3 separate regions of the Mus musculus genome follow, and all the other regions are linked to region 2. A link is a contact called in public promoter capture Hi-C data. All regions are on one chromosome and are shown on one strand. The core of a region is the stretch at or near the end of the contact, and the rest is flanking DNA. Distances in the headings are between cores, read along the strand shown.

Region 1 (4,817 bases), core at 1,143-3,642, 1.4 Mb before region 2:
AAGATTTATTTACATTTATGGCGACCGAGGATGAGACAAAAACTGGTGGTTTTTATAATCATGCTAGAAAAAGAAGTGGTGAAGCACTTAATATATGTGTGGTTAGTTTCTTCTAGTATGTTAAAATCTAATATTTTCTTACTATAGGGTCATGAGTACTTCCTAATGCTGTATCATGGGCACACACAGCAGCAAAGTGAACAGGACAAGAGAAAGCACAACAGTTCAAAGCCACTTGATGTATCAATAACAAATCTGAAAAGGACATCGATTCTCACTCTTTACTTGAACTTCATCTTGAGATCTTGCTGCCGCTGCCTGTAAGGTGCTGGGATTTACAGGTTTGCAAGGCCACGTCCAGCCTTCCTCCTAGTCCTAAGTCCTGTCCTTATTATGATGGGATGCCTCTTTTCTATGAGGGTCTCTGTGTTGTTTATCTTTGATGTTAAGTGACATGTGACAAAATAAGTTTGTAACCATAATACAAGTCTAAACAATGAATAAATACAACTGACTTGTTTCAATAAAGATTCTAGTACAATTTCTTAAGACAGATTGAGAAAAGGCATTAGTAAATTCTGGAGGAAGGCAGACTGGCACTACATACTTTTCTATTTTTCTACATCTATTTTAGTCTTTAAGCTTTACTGTAATGCAGCTATTTTAGTAAGCATATTGATGAACCCCAGTAAAATAATCAAACCATAACTGGGAATGCAGTACAGCATCTTACAAATACTACTTTTCCTTGGCAACAGACTCCTCTATATTGTACAGGGTATTACATTTATAGTAAGCTCACAAAATTTCACACTTAATGATTATGGATAACAAAAAACTACTATGCAAAAAGGCAGATTTAAATATTAAGAACCAGAAAATCCAAACTCTTTAGAAATCTAACTCCTACATATAAAATATAAAGCTGTAGTAGGGTATGGTGGTGCACACCTTTTAATTCAGCACTTGGGAGATACTGGCAGGTGGATCTCGGATTTTGAGGGCAGTTTGGTCTACATAGCACGTTCCAAGACAGCTAGGACTGCATAATAGTTCTTGTTTCAAAGCAAACAAACGAGCAAAGAAACCCAAAAATCCCTAGACAACACAAAACAACACAACCAAATAAACGAAGTTGCTATTTTCTGACATTACTAGTTTCGATTTACTTGAAACAAGAACGATTAATTCCAAGCAGGATTTGTTAAGGTTTGTGAATAAATAATCGTAAACGATGCACTGTTAGTAGAAGCTTAATTTCAATCACTGAAATCAATGTTTCATATTCTTAAAAAGGCTTACCTGCGCATTGGCTTTCCTTCCCTGCACCATGAAAAGTATCCTTCACCGTGTTCTAAAGCCGTACCTTCAACAAGAGAGAAGTAGTAGCTTACTAAAAACTGTTCGAGTTCTCCAGCAACTTGTATAATCACTTCACTCATTTCGTCTGTAATCAGGAATCTTACATCCTAATGTAATCTTTGCGTAGATGCGCAATCATAATGTAATGCCTTTAAGAGGACTATCACTAACTAAAGATGCTAAGGTGACAGATTATATGTGAATGTGAGGGTGACTGGGAAAGCAGTCAGGATCAAAATAGTCATGATCGCTAGTTGGTGTTTTCTGCTCAAGAAGCACCTGGGGAGTTTTTTGATTTTTTAACTTCACCATCAAGTATATTTGCAGAGTAATCACTTGATACCAGCAGCAGTACTAATTTAGTGACTCGGATAGGAAAAGCATTGTTTTAGCACTGAATCCGAAGGTTGTTAACTTATTCTGAAGTGACAAGCAGGCCGGAGGCGGTTGCCTTTAAAAACAACTCCACTTCCGACCAGCCCAGCCCGGGCAGCTTGAACAAGGGCAGGGAAAGTAGTTCTAGACTACAACTCTCCCAAGCTCTCGTCTTAGTCGCCGAAATATTGTTCACCGCCAGGATCTTGCTGGCTTCCAGAGAGAAAATGGGAGGCAGAGTGCTCGCTCCCTTAGAATTCCAAGTGAAGCTGTCCAGGATGCGGAGTCCTGCGTCCCCAGCAAGCATTGCACAGCCTTGCCCTGGCTTCAAGACACCTCGGGCAGCCAGCAGCAGCGCAGCCTGGAGCCCTGAAAGGCCCGACCGAGGAACCCTACCGTCCCTTAGAGGCACGACTGACAGGCAGCCTAGAAAGCACTGCCCTGACCCCGCCGGGCAGTTCGGCAAGTTGAGCTCATAGATCTGCAAAGCGAGACCTAGGGCTCTGTTCTCCATCCCGTGCTCTAGAGCTCTGACTTACTGGCTTTGACACTTTTCTCTCTGCGGCACCCTCTCTGCCTTCTCCGCCCTCTCTGCCTCCACCTCTGGAGCCGCTAGCGCAGGCAGGATGCGGCTCCTGCAGCGATTTCCTTTCCCTGCACCCGCCCAGATCCAGAAACAGGAAGCGGTCCGATGGCTAAATCCTTCCCACGGAACTGCACGTGTTCGGGCAAGTAGTTCCGTCATGGCTCCGGAAGTAGCTGTGCCTTTCGCTGAGCGTTTCCCAGGACTGGTACCATTAGTCGATCTGACTTTTACAATATACTTAGAGAGCAACCAAATAAAATATGTATGAGGTGAGGGTTTCATTTTTGAGTATATAACTAAAAGTCTGTTGCTGATGTATTGAAAACTATACAAGGCTATTATTAACCAAAATTTCTTTAGCTGAACTTTATTTGACATCTATAGACTCTGTGCAGTTGTTTTTGATAGGAAATATACCTCATATTAATAAACTTGTAGTGGGAATGATTGGTCTTTAAATTCAACTTCTAATTCTAGTTCTATGATACACTTTGTCATTTGGCCAAGTTTTTTCTTCATATGTACCAGTGATATATAAGTAAATAATATATGTACTAGTAACAGCTATGGATACCCCATTTATTATCAAATACTTAGCATATAACATTGTGTATTAGTTTATCAGTTCTAGTATCTCTCTTATTGAAGGATTTATTACCATTTTTCCAAATGGTGGTAGCATTATGTTTCAGATAGTGCCATTCCAGTCGGTACCAAAGCGTTATGTAACTTACAAAAGGGTAAGGGTATCTACGGAGCATAGCCTGTAAGGGTTAGAGCCACAACTTGATGCCGTGTACAATGGTTCTAGATTCTGGCCACAATTATATTATATCTTCCTCCAGAAAGGTTCAAGGATTCTCGTTGGTCCATATTATTGGTACTTTCAACTTTAATTTTTTGCCAATCTGATGGGTATAAAATAGTTTAGATGTACATTTTTCTGATCCATTGAAATGGCATCTTATATGTGCACCTCTCAGGTTTCTTTTGTGTAGATTGTCTAAAAGTCATCTTCAAAGTGACTCAGATTCTTCCAAAATATGAGTCATGATTTTAATTCTTTATAGCTATACAGTTCTATAGCAAGGGAGTTATAAAAACATTAAGGAATGCTAGTAACTAAAATGGGCTTTTAAGCCAGGGTGAAAGTAATATTTCCTATTCTTAACCCATTGATTCCTTCTTAACCTACTACCCACTGTAAGCTGGCTTGTGCTTCAACTACTCTGTTTCTTTTTAAAGGGGAGGAGTTCAGTGTGAATCAGCTCTTCATATTTATGCCAATTAACAAAGTATACATAAAAATAAACATATGAAAAAACTGGCATTTCCAATTATTATAGAACTCCTACAATCCCATAGGCGTCCTCTTAGGGATCCTAAATTTCTAGTTGAAAATATACTTAGAACTGGTTTTATAATGTGTGAGTCTGGGGCAATAAACAATACTCTGGGGGCCAATGAGCTTAACTTTTAGACATTTGATGAGAAATAGTGTCCTATTTGTCATGTTTAAAGGACATAGAATCCAAGGCTTAGTTGTAAACAAGACCCATGAGACTCTTGGTTTTGTCAAATCTTCATTTCTGAGGAAATAGACATTATAAAATTAAAACACAAGTTGTGTGGTTGCTTAATTACAATATCAGTATATCTGAAAGTGATGTACAGGATTTGCATTAAGAAAATATGTAGCAGGGAATCCATATCTGGTCTCAGTGATCAGGGAAAATATGGTTGGCAGCACTTAAGATATTCCTTGGTGTTCTTTGTCCCCAGTAATTGGTACCTTATGCATGTAGCCATCTCCTTTTTTGCCATTGTGATTATTATAATGTATTAAAAGGATGGGGTGTGGTTCTTCAACATGATGTTGTTTGGACGTTCCAGTCACCAGAATGAGATCAACAAACTTCTTTTCTTTATAAAGTATATAGTCGTAGCTATTTTGTTATCACAACACATAGGTTTCTATGATGGAGAAACAGAAGATCTTTGTCCTGGTGCTAACTTCATGATCTCAAGCAAATGCTTTATTCTAACTTCAGTTTTCTTACCTATATGTTGATATTTCACTCCTTGCAACTTTCTGAGTCAAGAGTTATTTGTAGAGGTGGGGGAAGATAACTCAATTTTTAAAATGTTCGTCTTGTATGTGTGGAGCCCTGGTTTCAATCCCCAGCAAACTCCTGTCGGAAGTTCTGAGGTTGTGTTGTGTAACAGAACTTTTCCTGGGAAGATGTAACACACATTATCTAATTACCCTAGATAGGGAACTCATAACAGACCATAGTATGGGTACCACCCAAAGTCCAACTTGGTGAACCAATGAATTTTATTGGGATTACTTTCAGGAATATGGGTAAAGGTTACTCACAGGAGCAGAAATGACAGCTGCACCACCAAAATCTACACCATTGTGTAGTGCATGAGTGACAGCTCACAAATTTGGGAACCTAGAACACACTGCACAACCTGTTTGGAGAGTATC
Region 2 (4,889 bases), core at 616-3,115:
ATAGAGTTGTTCACTGAGCTCTGAGTTGCCACATCCGATCACAAGCACCTGGAGGGAAGAAACAAAGACAAAATGAAAGTGACCAAAGTCAAGAAATCCGCTTCAGATACCTCAAAGACTAGAGATTAGTAGACTTTGGCTACTTCATATTCTCCAGGGGCAGAGACACTATTCTGAGTAGAAAGAAGCACTCAAGTTAACTCTAGACACCATCTTGAAACTAGCAATGCAGGTGTGCACAATCCACGGTCTAGCATAGTCATGCCTGCAAAACCAAACTGTAAATATTCTTAAAATATTGTGGGTTTTTTTTTTTTTGGGAGGGGGGCATTGATAATTTTTTTTTCTATTACTTGATTGCATGGTTCTCAGGCCTTGTAGATGACAACCTCTTCTTACAATGTCAAAAGCTAGACACACGTGGGAGAAAATCACTAATCCAAACAGTATTATGCCACAATAAAGGTCATGTGAGAACAGGCTGTGTGATGTGCGCTATTCAAAACTTGTGTGCAGCCTGAGGGACGGTTCAGTAGGTTAGAACTATTGCTCTTGCAAAGGACCCAAGTTCAGTTCTTAGCACAGCCTATAACTCCATTTCCAGAGAATTTGGTAGCCTCTTCTGGCCTCCACAAACTTCCTGTACTCACATGATGCACAGAAACTCAGGCAGGCAAACACACATCTACATAATAAAATAAGGAAATCTTTGTCTTGAAGTTTGTAGGAAGTTACAAAATCCAAAACACCAGTTGCATCCTCATTTTTGTTTTTGTTTTTTTAAACCGTTAAAAATATAGGCTGAGTGACAGAACTGTTTCTAACTGCTCATACTTCCTATTTCCTCAGACAACAAACTAGTTTGTGAGGATTTGGAGCCTGCTCCCATCCCAGAGTCTATCTCATGCTATTTACTACTTGAAGCCAAACTTAAAAATACGAATTGTTGTTTCTCTTTGTGGCACATTCCTCCATTCATCTTTCAAAAATTCTGTTGTCACCGTCTCTAGAGGGCAAAGCATAGTTCCATGAGAAGTGATATGCCCTGGAGCCAGACAGACCTGCTTTTAAATCTCTATTTGACCACCTACTACATGCATGGCCTCCAACAGTCACTTGAAAAAAATAAGTGCACAACTACCCGCCTGAATTTGTTGAGATAAAAGGCCCGAGCATAGCAGACCTTAAGTCTCCTTCCCTACCGAAGCTCCAACTCGTCCACACCTATTTAACTTGGAATTTAACTTGTGTTTGTGGCTTCCTGCTCCTGTAGCTTGAGGGCTGGGCACAAAGCCTGAAATTTGATGAGCACTCGGCAGTGACTTAATAAACATATACACCAATAAAGTCCCACGACGCTACCTATTCCACACGTGTGCACAGTGACACAACACCCTTTCAGTCTACTGACGAAGCCACTATTCCAAAACGGGTTAAGGATGAAGTTTTAACTGAAAATCTTTACTTTTAAATGGCTATCTTTAAGGTTGCCACTTAGCCAAGATGCTGGGCAGAATCCTAAAATGATAGATCTGAGTGGGGTCCCCACGCCTGCCTGCCTCCTGCCTCCTAAACTTAGGATTGCTATCTTCAGTCCCCACAAGGGACTGGCTGCACGCCATACCTTTTCCTTGGGCTTTATGTATTTGTGCAGCACCTCGCACAGCTCCAGATAGGTCCCATACCACTCGAAAGCTGTCTTCCCTCGCTGCTGGAAGAACTTCTCCCAGTAGTCGGCAGAGCCAAACTCCTTGGAGCTTTTAGGTAGGAGATTCATGTTCCCACCGTGAGCGGCGTCTTCGACACTGCTCCTGGTGACAGATCACCCCGGGAAGCACCGGGAGGCAGCAGCGGCGGGAATCTTAGCCACTACAGGCACCATAGATTTGTTCTGCACGCAAAACCCAACCGAACCGGGCCCTGTGCAGCAGACGCGCGGACGAACCACTGAGCTGGCCACGCGCCGCTGCCGCCCCCCTTGTTTTTCTTCACCCTCGGTCCGCGCCCCACGTGCAGCAGCCACACACTCCCGCAGCTACACTCAGAACCTAGAAACCATATCCGGGTAAGAGGTCTCGTGATTGGGCAGGCGGAGCGGGCGGGACTTCCTGCGGGACTCCGGGCAGAAGAGGCTTGCTTCGTGGAACCGGGCGGGGCTGCGCGCGCAGCCTCTGTGAGCTGCGCTCTATCCCCAGCTGAGAGCGCGAGGGGCAACGGGAGCTGACCTGCGCAGGAGCAGGAGTCTCAGCTAGAAACCCCTTCCTCAGGAAAATGTGAGCTCATCTCCTCTTCCCGGAATCACTTTGCCACCGTTCTTGGTCAATTCAGAGGAAAATGACTGCTTTTTCTACTCCAAAATACAGAGCCCTGCTATTAATACAGTAACAACGGTGAATATCAGGAGACTTAACCGAAGTGCCTCCCTTCCCTGCCTCTCAAAACACAGTAACCATTCATTATGAAGATGCTCATTTTATCATTGGAGTCCTTAAATTGTCATTCTGATGACAGTTGTAAAGACATAGTTTATGTGTCTGATGAACAATACCATCCTTTTAAATGATCGTTTTATGAAAATATCCCAAGGAAGTTCCTAGTGAAGAGCTGTTTTGAAGAGACGATGAAAGAAACAGCTCTCGCGTTAAAGGAATAAGAGATGGAGCCCAGATATGACTGGCCATAGCCCAGGAACACAGATTTAGCTTCCTCAAATACCATGTTCCCATGAGGTAGCAATTGCATGAACTTTTATAGTAACAACACAGAAAGTAGTAAAACGGGACACTTACAAATACATTGGTGAGTATATTGTAAGATGATTGCAACCACAAGAAAACCTAGAGGTCTCTTCATACTTTCCAAAGGTCTTACCTAAGGGTCACAAAAGATGTTGCCAAGTACTAAATAACTACTAAAGGACCGGAAGATGTTCTAGGAAAATTTGGCTCTGGAACTGCATGCAACCTTTCAACGGCTTCACATCATTGACGTTGAAATCAATGAGCCTTTGAGGACACAGCTCCTTTCCAGAGATTCTTTTTCACAGCCTATACACACAGTGCTAGCACAGACACGGAACAGTTAGAGTAGACATAAGTTTTAAAGTCATCTTCAAACATTACAGAATCGTCTATTGGACTTGTTTTTATTTTTAAAAAGTTTCATATGATATAATCTGGTAGTGGTTTCTTCTTTCCCGACTTGTCTCAGCTCTTCCCCACCTCCTCAACTCCGTGACCTTTCTCTCTAAATAAAACACACAGTATTTTTTTAAGACTTATTTATTTATGCCAGGTGTGGTGCCATGCCTTTAATACCAGCACTTGGGAAACAGAAGCAGGTGGATCTCTTAAGTTCGAGGTCAGTCTGGTCTACAAAGCGAGTCCAGGACAGCCAGGGCTTATTACACAGAAAAACCATGTGTCAAAAAACAAAAAACAAAACAAACAAACAAACAAAAAAAAAAAACAAAAAACCTACCACTACAACTAATAATAATAAACAATAAAATATTAGTGTTTTGCCTGCATGTATGCCTACATGCCAGAAGAGGGCACCAGATCTCATTATAAATGGTTATGAGCCACCATGTGGTTGTTGGCAATTGAACACTTAGAACCTCTGGAAGAGCACCCAGTGCTTTTAACCTCTGAGCCATCTCTCCAGCCCAAAACACACAGAATTAAAAAAATAAATAAATGAATGAAGAAAAAAAACAGAAAAACTACCCATCAAAACACAAGATTAGGGCTGGAGAGATGGCTGAGCGGTTAAGAACATTCACTGCTCTTCCAGAGGTCCTGAGTTCAATTCCCAGCAACCACGTGGTGGCTCACAACCATCTCTAATGGGATCCGATGCCCTCTTCTGGTGTATCTGAAGACAGCGACAGTGTACTCATATACATACAATCAATAAATAAATTCTTTAAAAAAATTACTTCTACCAAAAAAAAAAAAAAAAACCCACAAGATTAAAAACCATAATATACAGGCAAAAGACCAGTAAGGCTAACATGTCCAAACTAAGCAATATGAGACTAAAAAGTCTACAAAAATACCCTTGAGTCTGTTTTGTGTTAGCCATCTATTGCTGGGCATGGGGCCTAACCTTAAGTGTGAAATGAAATTTAACTTTTCATTTGCAAGCTGCTATCAAATACAAGTAACTTCTTGTTAGGTACTAATGCCAGTGCCCACTTCCCCATTCAGGGTTGGCTCCCCTGTGGCTTGGACCTGTGCAGGCTCTGTGCATGCTGCCACCATCTCTGGGAGGTCACTCACATGTGCATCAGTTGTATTATGTCTGGAAGACACTGGTTCCTTAGAATCATCCATCTAAGAGGGGTCTGCCCTTAGATTCTGTCTGTCTTCTCTTCTGCCTAGCTCCCTGACCACAGAGGGGAAGGGTTTGATGAAGGCATCCTATTTAGGACTCAGTGTCTGTGTTAGTTAGGATTTTCTATGAAGAGACACCATGACTACAGCAACTCTTATAAAGAGAAATATTTAATTGGGGCTGGCTTACAGTTTACAGGTTTCATCCTTTATCATCATGGCAGGAAACATGGAAATATACAGGCAGACATGGTGCTGGAGATGTAACAGAGAGTTCTACATCTTGATCTGAAGGCAACAAAAGGAGACTGTGTGTCATACTGGGCATAGCTAGGGTATATGAGACCTCAAAGCCCACCCACAAAGTGGCACACTTCCTCCAACAAGGCCTCATCTACTCCAACAAAGACTCACCTCCTAATAGTGCACTCCCCTTGGATCAAGAATTGCTCCAAGTGCACACATGTCTAGGAGAGCCATTCCTGTTCGAACTACCTCAGTGTCCAAAATCTCTGTCTCTGCACATTGTCTAGTTGTGGATCTCAGTAGATT
Region 3 (4,569 bases), core at 530-3,029, 1.5 Mb before region 2:
TATTATTCTCTGCCTGGATAAAAACTAGCAAAGGTTGGAACTATTTGGGAAAACGACCTCCATGTATTCCTGAACCATTTTCTTCAGTTTACCTGCGGTACTGAATCCATCCACACAGAGTGACTTCTTGGCCTAAGTGGGACGAACGCAACTCTCCACATGTGTTGGTCCGAGCAACAAAGCTACTGAATTCTTTAAGAAGAGAAGGAAAAAGCACTTTAAAAGGCATCAGTAAGAATGTTTGTAGTTTTCTTTAAAAATACTCTCCATTCATGATGTATCAGCTCTTTCAGGTCAATGGGTGAAGTTGTAAAAATTTTAAATTAGATGTGTGTGTGTGTGTTTATGTGTGCGTACCCACAGGTATGTGGGCTCACATGCCACGGTGCCCCTGTGGAAGTCAGAGGACAACTTGTTGGATTCTGTTCTCTTCTTCCATTCACAGTGTGAGTTTTGGGAGTCAACTCTGGTACTCAGGCTTGGCAGGAAGTGCCTGAAGCCACTGAGCCATCTTGTAGGTCTGATGTAGTTTATAAAATAGCCTAGATTATACAATATCCCTATTGTGTTTACCTGCACAAGTGTCAAGGCCCAAGCAAATAACTGCCCCAAAGGAAAATTTTGCCTTCTGTTTAAAAATCTAAACCTTGTACATAAACTAGCACTTGAAGGGACATAAAATGGTAGCTGTCCATTTTGGTAAGTGACATATAATTTTAGAAATTACCTGCTTGACAGTGCAGTTAGTATTTAACTTTAGTACAAGTATAGTTTATAACAATCATTTGTAAATCAATAAACTATTAGAAAAGATTTTATTTAAATTATTACTTTAGTTTTTCTACTAATAGTATACACTACACAGGCTATCTACTTTTTTTTTATAATCAAGGGGGGGACCTTAATTATAACTAATCAAGAGAATGAATGACCTGGTATTAAAATGCAGTTAGAATCAGGGAAACAAGCTGTCAAAAACAGGCGGAAGCTCGTAGCTGCCTTCACCTGGAATTCTTTGTGAACTCAACGCCAGATTTCTGGAAAGAGAACCCCAGATTGGCCGCATGGTCTTCCCGATGGGTCTGGATAAACCCCTGCATAGACGACTTAACCAAAAACCAAGATACATGTTGAAGTCCCGGGATCCGGAGAGACAATCACGAATCCCACGCTGCAGGTGTGGTGGTGCTCAAAACTCGGTTTTCGGAATACCTGGGAACCCTTAAAATTCTAGTTCCCACGCAAATGCATCCAGACCCTGCTCCGCTGAACGTTCTAGTATCTACAAAGTAGATTGACCTGCAAGGTCTCCAGAGACCTTAGGTGAGTGGGTAGGGGGAAAGCCTTTGCTTCCTTCAGTGCATCAGTTCCCACTTTAATTAAACAAGGCTGAGCCCCGAAGATGCCTCAACAGCAGCGCCAGTGCCAGAGCGCCCCAGCCGGAAGGCCGGCCACCAGGCGCGCGTCCTCCCTTTATTCCCACGTATCTCGAAGGTGACCAGGGCATAAGCAGAAATATAAGGAGGTGCAGCCTCGTGTTTCAACTTTCCCAAACCTGGCGGCCCATCCTGGATTTTCCTGAAAGGTGAAGACGAACAAATCCAAACAGCTCTGAGGTTCAAACCCAGACACAAACCACATCCACAAGCCAGTCCCTCTGACGCCCGGCGAGCGCCAAAGTTACGCAAGGATTCCGGCCAATCAGGACGAGGGCGCCTCCGCCATGTTTATTGTGGGCGGCAGTATGCGGGAAAGTTTCGCACCGGTTGGAAAACGGAAGAACAACGCGGCGCAATAGGGGATTGGGAATTTGAGGCTATTGATTGAAGCCTTCCAAGCCTTGCCCTCAGTTAAAATGACGACTTCAGTTGCTTTCAGTTACGTGAAATCGGAGGGCCACAGGCGAGGCTTTCCGAGTCGGCCGCAGGGCAAGTCGGGAAATGATTTTAAACTGGAGGGCGTGGCGTGTGTGGAAAAGCGCCTAGACGAGCGGAACTTTCAAGTCTACCTTTGATCCCCGGAGAGCTCCGGAGAAGGGTCTTTGGGGACTCCCTGTTTTTCGTGGGCCGGCGCCAGCTTCCGAAGAGCGAGGATCATAGAGCCGGGCAGCTTGGGAAGCCGAGCTGTCTCTCCCGGGGGAAGTCGCAGGTCTTGCTCGAGCCTGAGGGAAGCTAGGTTCACTCCAGGACTCCTGATGTCTCTTCTGAACTCACCGGGGATTGCTTCGGTTCTCTCTTAAGCAGTCATTTTGGCCACTTTCTTCTTCTTAAAAAACCAAAACCTTTCGTCTCGACGTAGTCTTGGAGCAAAACTTGAAGGATGATTCGTGAATCCGGAGTGGATGACAGTGTCTTTACGACATAGTTTTGGTAAGAGCTTTTGGGTCCTCGACTGGCCGTGTACTGCATTTCTTTCTGTTGTGTGACTGTTGTCTTTGCAATGCTTTTGTGTATTTAAGATGTGTACAAACGGAAGCTAACGTCAACGTGAGCGTTAGTATGGGAGCAGTGGGTTGACTTTTGTGGCAATATTGCAGTGACTAACTCAGGGACTTTCTTCATGGACTAACCACAAGAAAAACTACTGAGTTTTAGTTGTGTGTTAGGAACTGAGTACAAGAGAATTTGATGAGAGATATAGTTCCGTGGATACTAGAAAGAGGCTGATAGGACCCTTTGCCACGGGCATAAGAGTCAAAGGAGGCGAAGAATTGAGAAATTCGTAGAACCTTTCCCTCCAGTCACCTGGCAACATAGCAGCGTACTTACTAATAGGGTCGTTTGAGGAGTGAACAGTAGTACCAGATATGTCCCAGGACTAGGGAGGCTGAGGCAAGAGAATTGCCGTGAGTTCTAGGCCAACCTGGGCTACACAGAGAGACTGTCACTCGATATAAACAAAACACCCCCAAACAAAAGAATATTCGTTAAAGGCTTAATCTTTGTTAAGTGCTTACAAACATGCCTGAAAAGTAATGTATACTTAGCAGTTATTGTACTAGTTAGCCTACTTTAAAGAAAGATTCTGTATAAACAGAACTGATGAAGACTCCTATCTAAATAGCAAACAAGTGGGGAGAAGAACGGGAGGAGGTGGTGGCAGAGGGAAGACGCTGCCTTCTGAAGGAAAGTTCAGTTGATGGAAGATTTTTAACAGAGGGGTTCGGATAAGTGGGACCTGCATGGCTGCTATGGACAGGAAGAATTTGTAAAGTCAAAAATAATAAAAAAGACTAGGAGCTCTCCTGCCAAACCCAATACTGCTCTGATGAGAAGGCCAAGGGTGTCTGTAAAGATAAAGATGTCTTCCAGAAGTTGGCCTGGGACCTCCACAGGCATAAGAGCCGAAGGAACTTCTCCTGGTAGCAGCAGCCCCAGTTCTTGGTTCCTCCTGACCCCCACTGAAGGTCCTTCTGTAAGTCCTGGAAGCAGGCAGGACAGGAGGTGGGACTCTTAATCCAAACCACCTGAAAGCAACGAGAAAGGACAAGACAGGGAGGGCCATTAACCTAAACCCACTGAGGTGCACATTAGTGGGAGGCTCACCAGGAGTGTGGCCAAGGCTCACATCATGGGAATACTTTATGCCTGTGGGAAAATGAAAAAATGCTTATTTAAATGTTGCATCCCTGTCTGTGGTGCTTTTTATTTGATTTTATTTTTTAATACTTCTGTGTGTGTGCATGTACTGTGGTGTGTGCGGTGTGGGTGCAGTGGTCAGAGGACAAGGTGCAGGGGTCAGTTCTCTCCTACTGTGCGGATTCCAGGATTTGAACTCAGGCTGTCTAACTTGAGTTTTGAGAATCCAGATAAAGCTAAGAAGGTTCCAAAGCAGGAGGAATTAATGACAAGAGATGACTGCTCCCCTAAAATAGATAGCTGGCTCTTCCAGGTGATTTACCCTCCATAGAGAATGTTGTCACCACCCTCCTGTGGCACACTACTCCTGTGGAGGAGGAAATAGCCACGCCCCCTGAGGTGTGTGTGTGTGTGTGTGTGTAAGAGAGAGAGAGAGAGAGAGAGAGAGAGAGAGAGAGAGAGAGAGAGAGATCTTGCTTTCCAGGAACCACTCCATTGTCAGTTCCATCAAATCCATTGACAGTTACTGGAGGCATTTCCTCTGCAGGTTAAGTTCTGGTTACAGGATGTTGCTGGTCTGGGGTTGTGTCTATAAAGATGCCTTCCAGTTTTCAGACTAGAAATCTCATATCTTTCTGGCTACTGGGATTATATATATATATTCTTAATTGTTACATGTAAGTATACTGTAGCTGTCTTCAGACACACCAGAAGAGGACATCGGATCTCATTACAGATGGTTGTGAGCCACCATGTGGTGCTGGGATTTGAACTCAGGACCTTTGGAAGAGCAATCAGTGCTCTTAACCGCAGAGCCATCTCACCAGCCCTGGCAACTGGGATTGTTAAATGGCAAAGCCAGCAGGGGTGAGCAGTGCCCCAGCCTGGGAGCATGGTTTTCTTTTTCCCTGGGGATCTGGGGCCAGTGTAGTGACTGGTCATTCTGTTGCTATTATTGCTTTGCAGCCTCCTTCAGGAAAGGGGTGTTTGA

Evidence for each region. Promoter capture Hi-C pulls out the DNA fragments that hold promoters and counts their contacts. Capture Hi-C pulls out chosen DNA fragments and counts their contacts.
Region 1: a promoter capture Hi-C map of adipose tissue shows a contact between it and region 2, with 2.1 times the contacts expected there. The contact joins the promoter of Klhl20 here to the promoter of Eef1aknmt in region 2. A contact is called at or near these places in 1 of 39 promoter capture datasets (the C10 cell line), 1 of 115 datasets of contacts at active chromatin or transcription factors (astrocytes) and 1 of 9 other capture datasets (adipose tissue).
Region 3: a contact with region 2 is called in a promoter capture Hi-C map of neural stem cells. The contact joins the promoter of Cenpl here to the promoter of Eef1aknmt in region 2. A contact is called at or near these places in 1 of 39 promoter capture datasets (neural stem cells), 1 of 115 datasets of contacts at active chromatin or transcription factors (astrocytes) and 1 of 9 other capture datasets (adipose tissue).

What each region holds. Positions count from the first base shown.
Region 1 is chr1:161,129,087-161,133,903 of GRCm38.p6, forward strand. Klhl20 (kelch-like 20) reads right to left here and starts at 2,393. Exons shown (of 12, transcript NM_001039482.1): 1 at 2,277-2,393; 2 at 1,303-1,366. The coding sequence starts at 1,310.
Region 2 is chr1:162,546,480-162,551,368 of GRCm38.p6, forward strand. It overlaps Eef1aknmt (EEF1A lysine and N-terminal methyltransferase), which reads right to left and starts at 1,866. Exons shown (of 8, transcript NM_144877.1): 1 at 1,625-1,866; 2 at 1-48. The coding sequence starts at 1,777.
Region 3 is chr1:161,068,988-161,073,556 of GRCm38.p6, forward strand. It overlaps Cenpl (centromere protein L), which reads left to right and starts at 1,780. Exons shown (of 5, transcript NM_001159930.2): 1 at 1,780-2,369. It overlaps Dars2 (aspartyl-tRNA synthetase 2 (mitochondrial)), which reads right to left and starts at 1,673. Exons shown (of 17, transcript NM_172644.4): 1 at 1,006-1,673; 2 at 93-192. The coding sequence starts at 1,129.